Regions from separate parts of the Pan troglodytes genome. Here region 2 is linked to region 1. The links are chromatin contacts, called in public Hi-C maps. All regions are on one chromosome and are shown on one strand. The core of a region is the stretch at or near the end of the contact, and the rest is flanking DNA. Distances in the headings are between cores, read along the strand shown. Region 1 overlaps RORA (RAR related orphan receptor A). Region 2 has its middle 300 kb from the start of RORA.

Evidence for each region. Hi-C and Micro-C count contacts between places; a contact is called where the count stands out from the background.
Region 2: a contact with region 1 is called in a Hi-C map of induced pluripotent stem cells, with 2.1 times the contacts expected there. The contact joins two enhancer-like sites. A contact is called at or near these places in 1 of 7 Hi-C or Micro-C datasets (induced pluripotent stem cells) and 1 of 1 other capture datasets (stem cell-derived neural stem cells).

What each region holds. Positions count from the first base shown.
Region 1 is chr16:53,172,404-53,176,332 of NHGRI_mPanTro3-v2.0_pri, forward strand. The region is part of intron 1 of RORA (RAR related orphan receptor A); the gene reads right to left. Among named protein-coding and RNA genes, the nearest start is that of RORA, 60 kb to the right of the region's middle. Within about 2 kb of position 2,313, at least 1 of the 24 cell types and tissues checked has an H3K27ac peak or open chromatin away from gene starts, as enhancers often do. A contact at or near this core is called in induced pluripotent stem cells, where this site is marked.
Region 2 is chr16:53,536,818-53,540,532 of NHGRI_mPanTro3-v2.0_pri, forward strand. No RefSeq gene overlaps it. Among named protein-coding and RNA genes, the nearest start is that of RORA, 300 kb to the left of the region's middle. Within about 2 kb of position 1,859, at least 2 of the 24 cell types and tissues checked have an H3K27ac peak or open chromatin away from gene starts, as enhancers often do. A contact at or near this core is called in induced pluripotent stem cells, where this site is marked.

The sequences.
Region 1 (3,929 bases), core at 1,063-3,562:
TGAAGCAGAACATACCCTTTACATGTCATCCACAGCTACAATGCTTGCCAGTGGCCAGCATGGTAATAAAGACTCCATTCTCATGTACATCTGCATAATTAGATTACTTTTCCCCATCCTCATCCCCACAACCTCCTCACCAACAATTCTCTGAGCCCAGCTATGCTCACCCCTTCTTAAGACCTGCCCTCTCTGGAATTACAATAGACAATGACAAAGAAGTTGTAGTTGCCAGATGTCTGAAACTGCAGTGACACACATACACAAAATCACAGAATCGGCTGCACCCCCAATGCTTCTCTGTTCAAAATCCAGTTCTTCTTGTAATGACATCTAATCAGGCCCTGGAATCAGCTGAAACGAGAGCTTCTGTAAAAATCACTCTTCACTCGGTACTCAGCAGTTAAGTCTCTTAAATGTCAACCTGCTAGGAATTACTTTAAAAGACTTTTTTTTCCTTCATTACAAATCTCAAAGCTATTGAGTCTTTTCAACTTCCAGATGGATCCTGATATTCATATTGTCCAGAAAATGACAATGTTCTTTGTCTGCTAGGTTTGAACAATTTTGAGTTACTTAAAGAATGTGTCCACATTATTACAGACACTGAGGTTAATAATAAACATTGAGATCCTTATCCAGATATTTATAAGCCTTTAGAACTCTTTAAAGGATGCAAATAATTTGACCAGGATTTTTTTTTTATGAAGAAATTTCTCTACAACCAGGACTCTGGCTAAATCCATTAGCCCTACAATTTGGCTATGTGACCACCAGGTGGTGACAGTGTGCCACAATTCAGGACCAGCAAGGTTGGCATCAGGGAGGTTTCCCCACACTTATGTTGAAAACCAGCCTTTCAAATTTAGATCTCACTTAATCCCCTGCCACATTTAAGGTGTTACTTTTAATACAGCATCTCAACCACCACCTCTGGGTTAGGTCCTTCATAATCTGTGGAACTGAAATCTTTTAATGTGGCATTCAGGACCCTCCAAGGTGGTCCCACCCCACCCACCACTCTCCTACACAGTCCCTGTATTACAGCCACACTTCAATGCATGTTTCCTGCACATTCACACAGATGCAAAGATGGTTCTAACATTTCTTGCTTCTGTATATTTGCTCTTGTGGATATCCCCTGATGTTCACCCACCTTTTCAGGCACCTATAAAACATATGGAAACTTGCTCAGACAAAACTCCACCAAACAGTTGTAAAAGCCCAGAGTTCTACTAGTATTTAGGAATATGCTGAGTGTTGTTTCCTGTAGAAAACTTGTAATGTATATATATAATATATATTAAAAACATACATATATACACATATATACACGCGCACGCGCGCGTGTGTGTGTGTATATGTATTTTGAGACGGAGTCTTGCTCTGTTGTCCAGGCTGGAGTGCCGTGGCGTGATCTTGGCTCACTGCAACCTCCACCTCCTGGGTTCAAGCGATTCTCTTGCCTCACCCTCCCTACTAGGTGAGACTACAGGTATGCACCACCATGCCCAACTAATTTTTGTATTTTTACAAAATCACAAAATAGTAATTTTGTAATTAGTAGAGACAGGGTTTCGCCATGTTAGCCAGGCTGGTCCCGAACTCCTGAGCTCAAGTTATCTGCCCACCTCGGCCTCCCAAAGTGCTGGGATTACAGGTGTGAGCCACTGTGCCTGGCCCTTGTATTATATATTAATCTTGATATTTTTAGGATAAATAAAAACGTGTGTCTTAATGAGAGCTAGATCACATAACCTGCCTTATCTACTTAGCTATTTCTCTTGAACATCTTTCCGTGTCATTAAATGATACATGAAGCGTTTTATGGTTCCCCTCACCAGGAGTCTGCTCAGTCTGGTGGACAGTATGCTGGGCTTGAAATCAAAACACCGAGATTCAGTCCTAGTTCTAGCAGGTGCTAGCTGTGTTTGGGCGAGTTATTTAACCTCTCTGAGGCCAAGCTGCACGGGTGTAATGCTTACCTCCCAAAGTCTCTGACAGCCTAAATGAGATCACTCATCTGATCATTTCTAGCTTGGAACCTGCCTTGGAGTGACCTCTCAATTATTACCCATTTCTATCCACTCAGTTGATGTGATTTCTTTCTCCCTCCAAGCCACACCACTCTTTGTACCTTCCTGTGCCTCCATCCTGCTGGATCTCACCTTAAAGGAGCTTGGGAACTTGCTGTATTCCCCCTGCCAGAGCATAAGAACACTCCTGAAGGCAGGGCTGGCCTGACTCCTCTGACTGGCCCCAGGGATCCCCTAGCATATGCCAAGTCCCCTGCAGACGCCAGGCATCTGTGGAACTGAATGGGGAATCCAGCCTCCCTTCGCCTTAACCCTTGCCATTCTGGGCCTTGCACTCTTGCAGCCCTGTACACAGCTTGAAAAAAAAAAAAAAAAAAAAAAAATCTGGCGTCTTTTAAGGCCCTGGCTTGACGTTGATGCTAAAAAATACTTTCAATCTGGAGCTTGGCTCTTTGGGGTCCCGATGATACCTCTCTGCCTGGTATCCTCTGCCTACAGCTTCTCTCTTGGTGGCCAGCTCTGCCTCCTCTTCTGCAGGTTCCTCTTCTGTGGCAGCAGAGGATAACCTTGTTAAGTGAGAGGAAGAGTGGTATCCCCTCTCTGCCTCTTCCTCACACGGGACGTAAACACCACGGCTTCAGCAGGGAGCTAGTCCATGCTGAGGCCTTCTCCAGCCTTTCTAGCCTTGACGTTTCTTTATTGTTGTCTGTGGCTTGGTTTCGTTTTTCCATTTTCATGAAAAAAAAAAAAGCTTTCTTTTCTTGGCTCTTCTTCCAGCAGTTGATTGATTTGCATTGGATGCTGAAGCCACTTCCTGTTTTTCCTTCAAACCCCCCAGCAATTGTCTTCCTTACAAACGGCCTCAGAAAAAAAGAAACAGCTCACATTCATGGTACAGGGCACCTGGGAAGAAAAATTCATTGGATTTCATCAGGAAGTATGATGTTCCTTGGGCAGCATCCCAGGGTGGACCTTTCTGTTGACCCTATCAGGATGGTAAAATTGAAAAGAACCCCCAGAAGGCAGTCCTCACTCTGCAGGACACCTACTCCCAGAGGCACCGTGTCCATCATAATAGTTCTAAGCGTGTGTACTAGAATTGGATGTGGGTGTGTTTACTTCTGCACTGCCTCCTAGCTGTGTGACCCAAGGTGAGCTGCTGTGCCTTGCTGATCCCCAGTTTCCTCATTTGTCAAGTCGGTTGAGTCATAAGACTTCCTGTATTGGTTTCCTGTGGCTGCAGTGATCAATTACAATAAATGCAGTGGCTTAAATCAACACAAATCTACTAACTGTTCTGAAAGTCAGAAGTCTTCAAATCAAGGAGTTGGCAGGCTTGTATTTCTTCTGAAAGCTGTAGGGAGAAATCTGTTTTCTTGCGTTTTCTACTTTCTGCAGGCCACCTGCATTCTCTTTGCCCTTTCTTCCACTTTCAAAGCCAGCAGTGTAGCGTCTTCAAATCTTTCTCTTCCTGTTTGTGTGTCCTGTGCTTTTGTCATTAAATCTCCTTCTTTCACTCTGACTCTCCTGCCCGCCTCTTATAAGGACCTGTAATTACACTGAGCTCGCCTAGTTAATCCAGGATCATCTCCCATCTCAAGGTCCTAACTGAATCGCATGTGCAAGGTCGCTTTCCATGCAAGGTAACAGATTGCCAGGCTCTAGGGATTGGGGTATGGACTTCGCTATTTTGCCTGCCATACTTCTCTCATAAAACCATTATGAAAATATAAAAAGAGCATATGTGTATTTTTCAGCACAATCCTGGCACATTGTAAGTGCTCCAAATATATAGCCATGATTATATCAATATACCAATACCAGCACTAGCAGTCAAAAGAGAAGTGGTTGTTAATGCTTAGTTAGATAAAGCAGAGCCATTTGGATCAACCT
Region 2 (3,715 bases), core at 609-3,108, 360 kb after region 1:
CTCTGGAAATGGGGCAGGCAGCTCACTCATTGGGGCCCTCACAAGCTTTATCATCTCTTTGAAGATCTCCCTGTATCAACTTGGTTCTTCCTTTTCTTAACCTCCCCAGCATACATTTTGCCAGTTAATTATAATCAGTTCTCTGGGTGTTTCAATCTTGTTTTCCCACCTGAATAGGTGCCAATTTAGATACATCATTTTTAGATCTCATAGTGAGCAGCCTTGTGCCAAGCACAGTAGGTACTCAACCAATTCTCATTAAAGCAAAATGTTGAGGACTTGTAAGTCTGAAGGGATTACATGTTTGTGTGTGTGTGTGTTTGTGTGTGTAAATAACAGCTAGCACCAGAATTACTCTTTGAAGGGAACTAATGACATGGAGAAAAATACATTGTTGGGATATTTGGGAGTGAAAATATAATGCTTTAGAAGGTCTGGAAGGAAAAAGCAGAGCTGGTAGACTAGGACAGAACAAGAAGTGAATTGTTTTGCATAGAGAGCCAGAGGATTTGCTTTTATTCCCCAGAGGAAACAGGGAGTGGGGAAGGAGAATGAGGTCTGACTTGTATGGCCAGAGCCTGGGGCCCAGATTGGCAGGGATGGTCCTTCAAGGACTATGGTGTCTAAAATCAAGTCTTTATGGTTTCCCTCATTTTCCTTCCAAATGTTTTAAGTTCGCCTCCCACCCAATGGCCATGTGTGAGAAATCCATGTGACTGCTCACCAGTGACAGAGTGAAGTGCTGCATGGCCACCATCACAGGCCTGATTAGCACACCTGAGCAATAAGCTGAGTGAATTCACAAGAAACAGCAGCTCAGGGGCAGAGGTGAGAGCAAAGCCATGAGCCGCCTCCTCTTCTCATTTCCAGAGACTGGGAGGATGGGGTCTCACCACAAGTGGGATGAAGTTTAAACGAACTTCGGTAAGATTTCAAAGGGCAAGATAATGAAACTGACACGTTCCTGGCCCACAGATGATGGGCCTTCAAGCCCCATAGCTGTAAACAATACAGATGGGCACACTGAGGCCTGCAGCAGGGAAGGGACTTAGCCAAGGTCATTCAGCTCTTTGGTGGAGGAGCTGGGACCAGAACTCAGGCTTTCCCTAAACATCATGTCATTTTCTTCCACTCTGCGTAGTGCCTGTGTCCTCGAATTGACCATGGAGGCCTAGAAACAGGGTCTGTCCAAGACTGTCGCATTTGCTGGATTTTATAATTGGACAAATTTAGGTTACTGTACATGCCAGCAAAAGCTATTGTTTATCTAAAGGCTGGGATCACATCTGTGCCGATTGGCCATCTGGGAGAGCCATCTGTCACTTGGGGGAATCCTAAGGGGATCTGGCAGGGGTAGATGAGGTCCTGGGAATGGGTAGAGTCAGGAATGCTGCTAGTAGCCTCCAGGCCTCAATTACCAAGAGCCTCTTCACCTTGTGCTGTCTTTACTTGTCTGTGATGAAGAGCCTGGGAAACAGCTCCTCCCAGCTGCTGCGATGTCACATTTGCAGTTATTGAATACAGAAGGTTTACTTTCACCAGTCTCAGGACCAGGACCCGGGAGAGGCATCACAACAGAAGGTCTTATCTGGGAGGCTACCTCCTTTGTGCATGCCCTGTATTCCAAGGTAATCAGGGTGGCTCAGCAGAGCCCATGAAATTCACTCAGTTCTCTCTGTTCCTTTCCTGTCACGGAGATTGCCCTGCAGGTACAGATAGGTGTAATGAAGCTGAAATTGTGGTTGAAACAAGGGGATGCTGCAGGTCAAGGCAGCCACGGGTTTAACCCTTAGCTCACAACCACCAGGTTTGAGCAATGGCTGTCCCCAAAGAGTGAGCGAGCCAGGCAGTTTGTCTCCTCATGGGTCTGGGGAGGTCTGAGGAAGGGAACTGCCTATCCTGAGTTGATTACAAGAGCAACCAAACAAGAGAGGAAGAAGAACGAAAATACTATGCAAATACGGCAGCCTGCTTTTGTCTCTTCTAACCACAAACTCTAAACGTCTGATAACAACATCAAAACAGCAAGTTTCTTTATCCCCGCTATTGTGTCAAATGATGGATTCAAGAAAGAGAGGTTAAGGAGATTTAGTCAGGGTCAGCCAGCAAATCAGTAAATCCTGGAAATGATTCAGTCTCTCTGCTCTCTCCAACTACTTCCCTTCACTGTTTTCTACTGCCATTTAAATAGGAAGCTGTGTGAGCAAACAAAACATCATAGGTCCTTTCTAGCAGGAATGCAAACAAATGCTAAAAGTCATTTCCATTTTTGACTGGATGCAAATAACTTTTAGGTATTCTCTCTCTTTATGTTTTTCCTGAATGATTGCCCAGTCATGTTTTGAAAGTGGGAGAAAGACAATGTTTCTGAACCAGAAAAGTGACCCTAGGACTAATCAGTTTTTCATAGGGGAAAACAGGTCTGTGACTGACCTGTGTATTTATCTATTAGCTGGTTAATGACCTGTTGCTACGCAGCTTTAGGACTTGGGAGAGTGCAGGAAGTATATTTTTGCTGACTTTGAGGAGAAGCTTAAAATGACCTCTGGAAACCTACTCAAGGCAGCCCTGTGATTTTTGTGGGGATGTAGGGGAGGGTTGTCTAACGTTAAAAAGTCTATCCCAATGTGGTATACTTCAGGAAGTCTTCCCTGGACATACCACCCTCCCCGCACATTCCATATCCTCTTCCTAACTCTGTTTTCTCTTTCTCTTTAACATTTAGCACTACGTACCATATTATGTTTTTTACTATGTAAACATAGTTTTTACTTTATTTGTTTATCTTCTCCCCTAGTAGAATCTAAGTTTCATGATGGCAGATATTTTTCTTATTTTGTTCATTGTTTTATCCCCAGGATCTATTACAGAGCCTGGCACAGGGCGTTGCTCAGGTATGACTGATTGAATAAATGGATGAAAGCGGATCAAAATGATAAATCATCAAAATGCTTATAAAACATCTGCTGTATGCGAAGCACTACGAGGTGATTTAAACAAGTATAAATCATAATAATTCCCTTGTATTAGTCTGCTTGGGCTGCCATAACAAAATACCACGGACCAGGTGGCTTATGCAACAGAAACTTATTTTCTCACAGTTCTGGAGGCTGCAAGTTCAAGATCAAGGTGTCAGCAGGTTTGGTTTATTCTGAAGCCTCTCTCCTTGGCTTGCAAACAGTTGACCACCTTCTCTCTGTGTCCTCACATGGTCACCCCTTAGCCTGTGTCCAAATGTCCTCACATTTTAAGGACACCAATCAGATTGGATTACAGCCCACCCTAAGGGCCTCATTCTAACTTAGTCACTTCTTTAAAGGCCCTGTCTCTAAATACCTTGTGAGATCCTGGGGGTTGAAGCAATCCTAAGAATGTTGGAGGGGGATATAATTCAGCCCATATTACTCCTTAAAAGGTATAAGATATATTAGAAAACCAAGATAGATATCCTTAGATATAAAAAACCACCACATTATCAGGGAGAAAGAACACATGATATATAAGAAGTATAAGACATATCTACAAGACAGATAATGACGCAGTGCCATGTAGTAGGCATGCAGTAGCTCCTCCTCTTTTTTAGGTCTTGAGCAAAATACATACACTTCTGAGTCTTGTTCCTTGTCTGAAAAAATAGGAATAATCAGATTGCTGAGACTAAATGGGATAATTTATGCCACATTCCCAACAGCTTGGGATGTAGTAGGTGGAGAGT